Linked DNA regions of Arachis hypogaea: region 2 is linked to region 1. Evidence: chromatin contacts called from public Hi-C data. All regions are on one chromosome and are shown on one strand. The core of a region is the stretch at or near the end of the contact, and the rest is flanking DNA. Distances in the headings are between cores, read along the strand shown. Region 1 has its middle 16 kb from the start of LOC112746136. Region 2 overlaps LOC112743789 (TOM1-like protein 6).

Region 1 (6,914 bases), core at 83-2,582:
AATTAATATAATTAATTTTTTTAATAATGTAATTTAAATATTTAAATTTAAAAATAATTTACTATTAAAAAATATTAATTATAATAATTCACTATAATAATATAAATATAAATATAAATAATATTTAATATTAATTATGATATAAATGATTAATATAAATTATTAATTAAATAAAAATTTTAATTATTTAATTTATTTAATTATTATAATTATTAATAAATTAATTATAACTTAATTACTTAATTAATTATTAGTTAATTAATTAATATAAATTATTAATTAAATAAAAATATTAATATTTAATTTAATTAGTATTATAATTATTATTAAATTAATTATTATTTAATTATATAATATAATTATTTAATTAATTAATATTTTATATAATTATTTATTTTTTATTATACTTGCCACTTGACAAACATATATTGGTTAATGGAAGTTCTCATTCAAAGGGACTCCCTCTTCTCTCTCTCTTCTTGAAAAACGTGAAGGAACTCACGTTAATTCTCTCCAATGGTCCAATTCCTTTTTTTTCTGACTAAATAGTAATTGGACTTTTTCATTGGAGATCCTCTTAGGAACTCATCAGCTTTTGTAATTTATAATAATTAATTAATTATTATTAGTAATTTTAATGGTGTGAGATTACATTTAATAGTGTGAAATTATTTTTTTCTTTTTGCTGGTTAAATAATAACAAAATTTTAATGAAAGTCCTGGCCTAGACTTTCTCATTAATTAATGTTAACTTATTCAACATTTTTTTATATTTAAACAAGACTAAAGATTCAATGAATAAAATTACAGAACAAAAATTAATCAGAATAAGACATTCCTTTTATAGTCATAAGCAAATATAATTATAAATTTAGGACTAAATAATTAATCAATAAAATGATAATATGGTTTAGCTTTTAAATTTTCATTTGATATGCAGTCAACCTCTTTATTACTTTCCTTGAATGTATGAGTCATCCTAGCTTGCTATCTCCTGTTGAGCAATTCTGCTATTTTCCTCACAATAGCTTCAGGTTGCTCCTTCAAGTTTGTTGTCCTTTTAAGCATGTCCACCACAAATTTTGAATCCACCTCAAGGATAATCTTCTTTGAGCCCATATTAGACATCCTATTTTGATGCTCTTACAGTCTTACGTCGATTAGATATCAGAAAAAAGCTAAGAGAACAATGACCATGAAACTTTAGTCTCACCATCCACAAGGACAAAAATGCTAGTAGCAAAAGATTCATATCCCATATTGAGTAGTTGCAATTAATATCATATGGTCATACTTACTATATAAATGAGTGTCATCCATTTGTATAATGGGCTTACAAAACCTAAACCCATCAATACATGGCTTGAAAGCCCAAAACATTCTTTTAACACCTGCCTTAAAGGATCAAAATCATCAATACCTGGGTCAGATGGCAATCTTGTTTGCCTCCCATAGAGCTGCACCGGGTTCAAATCCTCTTGGAGGAATATTGAACCATTTGTGTGTACCCCCATGTAGTGTGTGTGAGTGGATTGTGTGAGTGTGTAATGTATGAGTGTAATGCCTAAGATTGGGGCTGTCCAATCCACTTGACAAATAAAAAAAAAGTAACACAATTGTGCCTGGCATGCATATTTTCATCGCCTCTATCTATCTAGGTAGAAAGCAAGTTGTATGACTGGTCCCAATCACCAAAAACTAACCTTCACAATCGCCATTTCATTTTACCTTGTAAGCTTTAGAAACATTATATCCTTACTCATCCTGAATTCTCTCAATAATCAACTTCATAGGAACCTCAGGTTTAACTCTAACCATTTCTAAAACAGTACAACAAATCAATGTAGAGCTTAATTTATCATGATACTATGAAATTGTAGCATTAACATATGTGTGAGGTCTGTTGTACAACTTAATCTCCCAAGATCCTGACCCCTTACTACATATATCTCGTACCCTCCAATTGCAACTATTACAAAACTTTGGACACTTTACAATCAGTCTCTTTGAGTAAGTATCCTCCATCCTAAAAGGTTGATGTCTCTTAATTGAATAGTCTCGAAAAGCCTGTTTTACCTGCTTCTTTTTTTGTCACTTTAACTCCACTTTTAACTCTGTCTTTGGAGTTTATTGTACTTCTCTTCTCATTTCTGAAAAGTCATGACTCATGACATCCCAATTAATATAAAAAAAATTAAGAGTTGGATGGCACAAAGAAATGTTGTGGAGCAATTGTCACAACTTGGACTTCCTGGGGTGCAACCTCCATGTCTTCCTCCCCATTTCTGCATTCAGAAATTCTCTCAGCTAAAATTTGAGATGAATGAGTGTTTACAGTGTTGGGAGCCTCCGTAACATTCTCCCCAATTCTTAAGAATATCTAAGGTAAATGAACTCTTAATGGCCTTTAACTTTGAACCGTCGTATAGATCATTGTTCTCTATGCTCTCATCATCTATTAGCTGACCATTATAATGAACTAACATAATAAGTGGACCTATCAATAATGTCCTAAATAATATCAACCACAAAATAGGTATTATGAGGACAAATAAGACAAAATAATATGACCATATGTCAAATAAATTTCTCCTAACATACACATACTCACCCTAATAAATAGGTCTTATACTACTGCAAACAATTATAACTGAAAATAAAATAGTGCATACAAAATAGAATAACTAACCAGAATGTGATTAAAGAGATAGTTGAGAGAAAAAATCTAGAGAGAGAATATAAATTTGAAGTAAAATGATGGAGAGAGAAAAAAATGATAGCGCGGGGATGGGGTTGCTAAAGCGCCCAACGCTTCTAACATGGAGGTGCCAAATTGGTCCATGCCTCTAGGGGTGGAAGTGAATCAAGTCAGCTCATGAGCCCGCTCGAGCTCGACTCGTTAACAGCTTGATAAGCTAAGCTCGTGAGCTGGTGAGCCAAACTTGAGCCTGGAGTTGAGCTCATAAATTAAATGAGCCAAGCTTAAGTTTGGATAAGTTCAGCTCATTAGCTCGTGAGCTGGCTCGATTATATATATATATATATATATATATATATATATATATATATATATATATATATATATCCTTGGGGTGATCTCGTAGTTCCTACGGGGTGGAGACGATGGGGTCGGTCCATGGATTTTCTTTCCTTTTGCCGCATTTCGATTATCCATTTTTTTAAAATAAAACAACAACAAAAAGAGAAAAGCTGGCTATCGGTATATATATATATATATAACAATCTTAATTATTTAATATTTATATTTATTTTTTACATCTAATTTTAATATAGAACATAAATAAAAAATTTATAATTTATTGATAGATAAACAATATATAAAATTGATCTTTTCAAATATTTTTTAAAATATATAAGTTATAATTTATTGATATAGAATTATAGATTATGTATTTATGTTTCTCTTATTTGAGCCAATTCGTGAGTTCGAGCCAGCTCGTGAGTTTTTGTTAAGTCGAGCTTGAGCTTAAGAAATAAGCTCGATTGTTAATGAGTCGAGCCGTGAGACAAGCTCAATTTTTATGAGCCGAGTTTGAGCTTGGTCTAGCTCGGCTCAACTCTGCTCACTTCCAGCCGATGCCTCCTTCACATGTGGTGTCAAATAAACCTATCCACGCTTCCTTCCACGTCAGCATCTTCTTTCTGGGAGGCACCATCCAGGTCAGTGTTTTCCACTTTGCTAGCCCTTTGGTTTCAGCGTTTTTTGGTTGAGTTTACGAGTCAATTCGGCTCCTTCAAGTCAACCACGTAAAAAAAAATCGCCACCATAGTAAAAGAATGGCAATTAGGTAATATATTTGAAAACAATTTTACTAGATAAACAACAAAAATGATGAAGAATGTGAATAATAGATTATATCTTAAGTTTATTAACATATGAATAAATTTAATTAATTTAAATTTTAAAATTAAGATTAACTTTTTTTAATTTATTATTTATGTTGTTAAAAAAGATATTGTTTCCTATACTTTTTCATTTGCAAAAGTGGCAATTTGGTAAATAATTTTAGAAAAATAGTTGATAAGTAAAAAATTCAACCTATTTGTATCCCTCTTTTTGTCAAAGTATTTGTATCCTTTTTATGTTAGTATTTTTTTTCTGGTCATGGACTATCTTAGTTTGTATAGACTAAATCTTTGGTAGTTGGGGCTCTTTATTGGATCGCTTTATTTACAAACTGTGTGTTTTCGGAAAAAACAAAAGTGTTTTGGGCCTTTAATTTCATATCAAAACTGTAGTATTATAATATTTTAAGAAAATAAATCGCAGTTGAAACTTAGTTCAAGTGACAAAATTTTGTGCCTCTTAATATGACTTGGGATAGACCAAGTAGTGAAATTTTTTAATGATGGGCGTGTGAGTGTATAATGTGAGTGTGTTTGTAATGTAAAGTTTAAGATTAAAGATTGTCCAATCCATCTGACAAAAAAAATAATAATAATTCAACTAATTTGATCGAGTTAATTAAAAATTTTAAAGAATAAAAAAAATTCATAATATTAAAGAATTTATTTATAAATATCAAATTTAAGAGATATATGTGTGTGTAAGTATGATACTATGATTAGAGAAAATAAAAGTTTTAACTATTTGATTAAATAGAACAGTTGAGATTAAAGTAAAATCCTTAGAATGAAGTGATAATAATGATTCTGACTTCTGACAATGATTATTTTTGACTTCTAGCAAGCCATTGTTGGTTACTCATAAATAGAGAAATGTCAACACTGAACACTATTGTCCTTCTAGCTACTAAAAGTGCTTACCCTATGCATGTGCTCGACATTCTCTGATCCATCATCGCATTTATGTCTTCCTCCGACCATGGTCACAACTCACAACCATATTTAGCCAAGATACTTTGTCTTGGGCTCTTGGCACTCGTTAAATATATATAAAAATTAAAATACAATGGAAATTTTTTAACAACCATTTTTTTTATAATTTTTAATAAACAAAATCCATATTATCAAACAATAATGTGCCAGTTAATAAATCTAATGTTCAATTTAGTAATTTCGTTTATAGTTTATTTTTGTGGGTATTTATAGTAAAGTGGCAATTTAATAATTAGTCATTTAAAAATTTTACATCAGACAAATTTGCCTTTAAAAAATAAAAAGCATCTAATGGATCTTTGACGTTTATTTTTGTTGGACAAGTCAAATTTCTGTTAAAAATCACTTGACGTCATTAGTTATAGATATTTATTTGTTTAATTTGGAGCCAAAAAAAAAACAGAAATAAATGGAGTAAAAGTATCTTGGGTGGAATTTATAATGGATTAATCTTTTTCACGTACAAGTGATTTTGCTATACAAGTCTTACAAGTCCTCTAATTGATATTACGCTTAAACGCGCTTGTTATGCACATATGTTTCACGCGCCTCTAACAGATTTTTAATTTTTGAAAGAATTCCATTTCCTTTTTCGAATTTCTTACATTCTCTTTCTCCTTCTTCATTTACGTGCTTTTCTCTTTCTGTTTTCTTTCTTTGTTATTCTCGATTTCCATTGTTTTTTGACATCAATCTCTAAAATCGTTTTTGAAAATAATGAATAATTCAACTTCAGATTATCAGATGAACCAGTGCGTGAACATTGCCCTTGAAATTTAATTTGCTGTTAATTCTTCCTTATTTGAATTTAATTTAATGTACTAGTTCTGATTAGAATTAATATAATCTTGTCCATTTTATATCAGACGTTCGGGTGTAGATCAAGAATATTTGGGTGTATTTTTATAAAAGTTTGGGTGTATTTACAGTTTATAACTTTTCATCTGACGGAGGGTGAATTGTCTTATTCTTTAGTTGAATTGTTTTAGTTTATGTTTAGTTATGATTCATGAATCTGATTTTTGTTATTTTTTATGATGGTTTTATAGTTGTATTTGCATTCTATATATAGTTTATGCTTGTTTTAATATGGTGTATTTTGGGTGTATTTTGCAGCCCTTTTGTGGTGTACTTTGGGTGTATTTTGCAGCATTTGTTGACTTTGGTGGCTGATTTTTGTGTACACGTAACATAACTCATTTCTGTATCTGCAGCAAATTTGGGTGTAAAAACGAAGATATTTGGGTGTAAAACGAAGATATTTGGGTGTATTTTTATTCTGATAAATTCTTCCTAATTCAGAACTCTTCCTCTTCTTCCTCCTCATTTTCTGCTGCTTCTTTTTCTTCATCTTCTTATTTCATATTCTCATAATTCTTTTTGGGAGAAAAAAATCAAACAAAAAAGAAAAAATACATAATGTTACAAAATCAAAAGAAGGAGGAGAAATACGATAATGAAGATGAAACACGCAAAGAAAAAGGAGGAGAAACACAAAGAAGGAGGAGAAGAAGAAGGAAGAAGAGGAAGAGGAGGAGAAACGCGAAGAAAAATGACGGTTATGGTTTTTATCGAGGAAGAAGAAGAAGAGTCGTTCATAATAGTGAGTAGCACGCTTTGGAAATAGGAAGTGGTTGAGTAACGTGCGTGTATTTACTCTTGAATGTGGGAGTGTAATGCGCGTGTGTTTTGTTGGGCTTGTGCCAACTTGTAAGACTTGTAAACCAAAAAGACTTGTATGTGTAGCATACCTGATTTATAATATTAGTTCTAAATTTAAATTCAATTTCTTTATGAGAACTAGTAATTAATGTATATGTTAGTCTTTCTAAACTTTAAAATTAAACATATTATTTCTTCAAAATTTTAAAATTAGATAAATTAATTTCTGTTTAGTAATGGCATCAAATAGTTTTTTAGAAGAACTTGATATGTCTAACAAAAGCAAACGATCAAACTTCAATAATCTCTTTAAGGAAAAGTATAGGTAGACAATGAGAATACTAAACAATGTGAATAATAGATATGTCGAATATTTAATTCAATAGGTATGC
Region 2 (7,152 bases), core at 1,108-3,607, 69 kb after region 1:
TCGGGATTGAGTGATGAAGAGGAAGAAGACGAATTTGCACAGCTAGCTCGAAGGTCAGCTAGGACTAATAATTTGGATTTATATTTTAATTGGCATGGGTTTTGGAAAGTCAATTTTCTTCCCTGTTGCGATTGTGATGTGAAAATAGGAAGCATGAGTGTTATATAATCTTGGACATGCATTTTGGTCTGTGGTGCCCTGGAACAATTCAGGATCAATGAATTGGTTCCATTTTTTAAACCAATTATTGATTCAGCATGAAATTTTTACCACTTATGCAGACATTCTAAGACACAGTCGGCGGCGTCAATGAGCGTGACGTCACATGTGGCAGATTCCTCAACTACTGTCCCATCCAATGCATTAGCTCTTCCCGATCCACCTGCACCAGTTAGTACTGGAAAGGATCAGGACATTATTGACTTGCTGAGCCTCACTTTGTCCCTCACACCATCAACTCCACAGGAAAATTATACGTCATCAGCGACCTCTGTCGAAGGAATGCATCAAGCAGCTAATCCATCCACAACAGAGGGGTATTCTAATGCTCCCCAAACATATCCTGGGAATAAGCAATACAACAGTTATGTCGCTCCATGGGCTAGGCCTCAATCGCCGTCGGAACCTCAAGTCCAGTCACAGCAACAGATGTATCAACCCCAGTCTCAGTCCCGCTCCCAGCCTGCCACCCCACCCTCGTATGAATCCGAACAATCACTGCATAATCAACCACCTCAGTTTCAGCAATCACAACCATTCCAACAACAAAATCAGCCACCTTTGCAGACACCACCCTCGTATGAATCCGAACAATCACTTAATAATCGACAAACTGAGTTCCAGCAATCACAACCATTCCAACAACAAACTCAGCCACCGTTGCAGTCCCAGCATCCTCAATATAGCGCTTCACCACAGTATCAACCCTCACACGCACATTTGCAACCCCAACCCCAACATTTCCAGGCCCAACCCCAACCCCAACATTTCCAGGGTCAGCTCCGATCCCCACCCCAACCACAGTTACAATCTCCACCACAGCACTTTCAAGCTACACCACAGCAGCAACGATTTCAAAATCAGCACATTCAGTACCCGGGAAGTTACCCTCCACCACCATGGGCCTCAACACCGGGTTATCCCAACTATCAAAACCATTTATCTCCTACCAATTCGTTCTCCAATCCTCAAGCCAACACAACAGGGCCTTTTACATTTCCTTCCAATGGTGCTGGATCTGCTGTGGGGGCAAATTTTGGCCAAAGGAGCCCAGGCAGTACAGGCAGCGGACAACGGCCCTTTATTCCATCTTACAGATTATTTGAAGATTTGAATGTTTTTGGAAACACAGATGGAAGGGTGAAGATGACTGGTAGTGGAACGTCATCCGGCATGTCAGGTACAATGGGACCTGGCATGGTTGGAGGGCGCAAGTGAAGTTCTATTATTGTAAAAAGCATGCAATGTTGATATGGTTTATACCTTTTTTTTCTATTTATTTTAAGGTTATGTAAGTTATTTAGATCGATTCAGCTGCAGTTTCCTACTTATGAGTAGATCATAAAGTCATTAGTTTTGAGTGTTCCCTCAGACGATAGACTCCGGAGCATTCTTTGATAAAAGATTTCTTTCTGGTAGTGGTTTCATTTTTAAGATTTATTGATCTTTGACCACTATAATTGGCACGGAAATTTTTAACATTTGTGCATATTGAGAGTATTCACCTTAATTTCAATCTCAAGAGTGTTGAATTCTTTTTGGGTGTTTTGAACAGATACTAATTACGTGCGTATAACATTCTTTCTATACACAGCTAACTGTTGTACGTGTTTATTTTTCTAACTTCCGTTAGAATTGCTACGCAACATTTTGAATAAGCAACAAATCATTCAACGGTGCCGTTCTGATACACTGCGCGAGTGCATGAAGCTCACCACTTCAGCTAAGGTTACTTCTTTAGAGGCAGAGGCAGAGGCTTCCCCTGACAAGTTGCGACTTGCCATTGTGCAATTCCATGTCACGTATCGTCTGTCGGCTGACACGGACCCAGGTAGCTCCAATAACTGGCCGATGTACACAACTAAAGCCACCACAACGGTCAATGGTAGGTCACCATGAACCAATTAACAACAGCAACCAAGCGAAGGCTAACTCTACTATTGTATCAATTCAAACTCGATCATTAACACCTCAGTAAGTTGATCTTTAAAAGCTTAAACTGAATTGAAATTTGACACATTTGACTCGTTGGTTGGTAAGCTGATTTGGTTACAAAACAATAAACAAAAATCTATTATCTATTGTGTAATGACACGCTATTAGATTACTTATAGTCATACCGTAATGTTACTAGATGAAAATTAGATTAGACTGTCGATTCTCTACGCAGTGTAAACAGTGAGATTTTGGGTACTAGAGGATGCCAACATGGAAGCTAAAAATTCTGAAATTTTAGTCTCGTACTAAAACAGCACACTGGCTCAAACTTGAATGAAATTATACCATGGCAAGGTTTCCCCCAATTCAAAGATTATATTTGAGTGAATATGCCTCAGTTCTCAGCAGTCAAACCACCCACATCTGTCAGCAAACTAAATTACATATTCTGCCAACAAATTTACAAATTAAAGGCGGATTGGGATATAACACAACATTGGAATGGAAAATAATAATAAACAAAATTATTTACACACATTTACGAAGATCATATTATTTGACAAAGCCTCCAATAAATACGCATGATTACTCCCAGTCAGGTGCAGCCCTTCTAACATGGAGGCTAATGAATGAGTTGCATACACTACCAGCAATTCAGCAGAAATTCACCTTACCAGTATGTTTCAGATTTATTCACAGCGGCAATGAAGCGTAGTAACAGGATTTAATTACCCAACCACCAAACTGTCTCATTGGCCGACGTATTGCATGATCATCCAACAGCAAGAAATAAGCATGGCTTTCCTTAGACATGTATCATGCATTCTTCTGAGCTGGAGACAACCAATGAAATCAAGAGAAAGGGGGGGGGGGGGGGGGCGGGGGGACAACTGTAGATTCATCTTGCTTGAGTGTTCTCATCAGCATAGATACACACACATGCATCTGCAGCACCAGCAGCAAGCAAGACTTGGTATGGGTGAAAATTAAGGCAGCTGACAGACCCAATTTTCTGAGCCATAAGGGTAGGATAGTATCGAATAGTGCCTAGTTGATCTCCTTCAAGGCTGAAAACTTTAATAAGTTGCTTGGCTGAGCTACTGGCAATGATTGGAGCATGTCTATGTACAGCTAAAGCTGTGAGTGACCCCCGGTGAGCTTCAATGGTAAGATAGGCGCTATTATGATTTCTTATATCAAGGAATTGAATATCTCCTGCCTGAGAAGCACTAACAATCTAAAGAGGAACACAAATACAATATAATTTCATCATCCTTTTCATATCAAATCCATAGATTGTTATTGAATTCCTACCAAGACGGACATTATATGAAAAAGAAAGCAAAAATTAGTAAAGATCATCTTACCTTTCCTGGGTCTAGTCCAGGTTGAAAGCCAATCCCCACCACCTTTTCTACTCTCTGTGTATGTGGCCGTAATCCACAGATAAGCCTAAGAAGCAACATTGTCAGTAGCCATAGTTAGAAAAACAGTAACCATAGTCAGATTTATGCAAGATTGCAGTGATTATATAGCTGATAAATGACAATGTTGCTCAATTCAATTTCATCAACTAAGCAGATCAAAACTTGGAAGAAATTCATCGGAGATGCATACATTTCAGGTGTCCTGATGTCATAAAGTCTAACAGAACCATCTACAAAACCAGCCGCCAACTGTCCCCCATGAACTTGAGATGCAGCCTGAAATATAAGTAATAATACATATATCAGGGGAGAAAATCATTTTTAAGGAGCTCATATCTACATCATCTCTATCAATAGAATTGGATAAAACAAACACAATCGGGAAGGAAAACCCCATCAAAAAGTCCAAAGAACCAGACGCAGAGCCAACTGAGCAATTCATATATAAGCATTCAACTCGGATCTTTCTAAGCCACCTCTAAAACCATAAACAGCTAGAGAATGAAAAATATATAATAATTAATAAACTATGTGAGAGCATACAACAAAAATTCCAAGGTTATTAGTTTTTCATAGACCAACATCATTAAACATACCATCAAATCCACTCCCAAAAGTCAGAAATGTTTAATGAAAAAATGATCACCCTGAGACAATCAGTTCGTAACTGTCATCCATAATAGCCAGTTCGCCATGCATGCAAAAGCAAAAGTATGACATCAGAGATTGGGAGAATTCAACTATAGAGACAGTAAAGATGAGGTCAACTGCATAAAGGTAATTTGAATAAGACCTAGTTAAAAAAAAAAAAAAAAAGCTTAATATTTTTTGGAATAACAGCGGTACATATATTGGATCGTTGTTACCAGGAAAAAAATAAAAAATAATGAGCAGAGTTAAAAACATATGATTACCATTCCCAACATAATAGGAAGTTTTACCCCAGAATAACACTTGGTAATTCTTTAATAGGACAATCCATGGGCTTAGTTGGCATGCCAAAACTAACTTGACAACTAAATAGTTACCAAGGCAAACTAAACTATGCACTGAATGAGGCTTACCAATGCTGAGATACTGCGATCCGATGATGAAGGTATAGGATTAACAAGCTGTTCTTTATCAAGATCCCAGGCCATAATTGATGATATCTCACCCGATGCATACTGGTAAAAATGTACATCAATGGATAGAACTGACATCACAAGATAAAAGAACTTGGAAGTATTATTTCAGGACAGTGATGATCAAAGAATATACCAGATAACCACTCTGTTGTTGCCAATCAACAACTGCATTGACACTCCTGACACCAGGTTTATGACCATGAATTGAAGAGAATGCAGTTACAAGTTTCTGTTTGCCTTTCAGAGTATAATCCTTCCAGATCCGAATGTTTCCATCAGCTGTCATGAGATTTACCTAAAATTTAATATTCTGCCAATAATTTGAGAAAGAAGGTATCATGGCAAACTGTAGAGAAAATTACATGAAGCAGCAAGAAGTAAGCTATCATCCAGCTCATTCATTAGGCAGAGCTTAGAGATTCCCTTGTCTGGAAAGTCATGGTTGTCAAAACTGTTTAGTAGTGTTGCCTCTTCATGGTTCCATATTCTGTGAAATAAACCAAAAACAAAAAAAGAAAGTCAAAAATAAAATTCAAATTTTCATAATATGATGACTAACAATAAAATCATGAAAACCACATAAATATTCTGTCCTGAGTGCTGACAAACAAACTAAAACACTCTTAATGCCTGTAAAATAATGTTAACACTTTTTGTTGTTTAGTTGCCCAAGTCTCTATTTATAAACGTCAGTTGGTCTTTATGAGGTCCACCCGCCATATAGCTAAACAGATATCGGGAAATATTTACTCTTACCAACATCCTACTGCTACAATCCTTAGTCCTGTAAATCAATCAACGTAACTCCCAACATTTCCTATGCAGAAACATCCATCTTGCTCATCTAAAGTCATCCCCAGCTTCTAAATACCCTTATTACTCTCCACTTAACTAATAACGGTACTAATACACTCCACATACCTAATTCGTTCATTCCCATCAGCAGCTATCACAACAGGAGAAAAAGGTTGCATCAACACCATTTGTGTGCCTCTTGTGTCCCATTTAGCTATTGGATTTGTTAGCCTGCTAACAGCTGAAAACATAAAATGTCACAAAGTTCTTAACCAGAATATATGAAGAACCTGTACCAAAAGAAAATCATAATAACATAAATAAATAATCGGAAGAAAGAGAACAAACCAGAGTGCTGGCATTTTGTGATGTGCACCAATGCAAATTTTTCTTTCTTTTCTCTCCCAGCTATTATGGCTTCACTGTCATCCCCAGCCATTAACAGCGGTTTGGAGAAGTGCCCACAACTCCAATTATATATAATTGACTGTGGCAGAAGGCTGTGATCCGATGTACCAGTAGCCCCACCAGAACCTAAAAGAGGATCAGCTAAACCTGAGTCTGGAGAATTCATCAGATGGGGCCTAAATTCCAATGAAAATACTCTACGGATTCCTGATAAGTAATTTAGACGAGGTGGGCTAACTGGAGGAGTTCTGGAGGTTAGAGGTGAGCGACCTGCCAAAGATGCATTCAATAATAAACAAACAAGTCGAAACATACTTTAGTGGGAATTATCACAAAATTCAAATTGGTGAACATTACTGAAATGCTTTTACAATTAACCTACATGATTAACATTAATAATCAAATTAAACAGAAAGGAAGATTACCTCCATTCATATCAAACCAAGAAGAGGAACGAGCCAATCCTGTAGCTTCACCAGTAGACTTAAATGGCTTTGCTACCACTTGTTCAATACCTATTATGGAAAGTACCCGTCGACCAAGGTTTGCAATCCGCGGAGATGGATCTTTTGCTAAGGTACACATAGCATGAACACATTGTGAATACAATGCATTGTCCAAGGGTTTTTGGCCACCATGGTTAACAACTCCATTGCTAAAACCATCATTCAGTATTCCTGAATCGGAATGATGAGATGAATCATCAGACAATGGGGACCCATGCATTATTCCAGAACCAGCGAGAGGACGGCTAGAAGAGCCACACCGATCTCGAACCACTGAAGAATTATCATTTCCAACCCTCAAAGGACCAATTTGAGATGAAACAATACTTCCACGAGGCATATGTTGGTTCTGGGTAGGATATCCACCAATTGAATCTTTTATGTTGGCCAATGAAGGTATCGAATTCAGGAAAGAATTAGTCTGTGGTTTCCAGTATGCAGCAGCAATAGATTTCAGGTGCTTGTTATGGCCAAATGCGAAGCGAGCTAATGCTGACAGTTGAGAGAGAAAAAAAAAGTTAGATATCTTGACTGACCCAACTATATATATTGATTTCTTTTTTTTTTTCCCCTTTTTGTGTGTGTGTTTGGGGTGGGGGGAGATGAAATTCCAGGATTTTGTTTGAAATATCAACGTGAATTCAGATGTTTATTCACCTACCCGCAGCTACCTCTGCCCTCACCAATGGACTCCCATCTGATGCAACACTCAACATACTCTTCACTATACTA

The links. A called contact is a pair of places that touch in the nucleus more often than the background predicts.
Region 2: a Hi-C map of leaf shows a contact between it and region 1, with 3 times the contacts expected there. The contact joins two enhancer-like sites. A contact is called at or near these places in 4 of 8 Hi-C or Micro-C datasets (leaf and an unstated tissue).

The regions. Positions count from the first base shown.
Region 1 is chr14:116,654,174-116,661,087 of arahy.Tifrunner.gnm2.J5K5, forward strand. No RefSeq gene overlaps it. Among protein-coding and RNA genes, the nearest start is that of LOC112746136, 16 kb to the left of the region's middle. Within about 2 kb of position 1,333, at least 2 of the 3 cell types and tissues checked have open chromatin away from gene starts, as enhancers often do.
Region 2 is chr14:116,722,459-116,729,610 of arahy.Tifrunner.gnm2.J5K5, forward strand. It overlaps LOC112743789 (TOM1-like protein 6), which reads left to right. Exons shown (of 10, transcript XM_072214672.1): 9 at 1-53; 10 at 282-1,754. The coding sequence ends at 1,437. LOC112743788 (regulatory-associated protein of TOR 1) reads right to left here. Exons shown (of 24, transcript XR_011871167.1): 14 at 7,082-7,152; 15 at 6,340-6,912; 16 at 5,855-6,184; 17 at 5,633-5,747; 18 at 5,074-5,198; 19 at 4,845-4,990; 20 at 4,649-4,750; 21 at 4,181-4,251; 22 at 3,775-3,860; 23 at 3,525-3,609; 24 at 2,477-3,394. Among protein-coding and RNA genes, the nearest start is that of LOC112743789, 7.2 kb to the left of the region's middle. Within about 2 kb of position 2,358, at least 3 of the 3 cell types and tissues checked have open chromatin away from gene starts, as enhancers often do.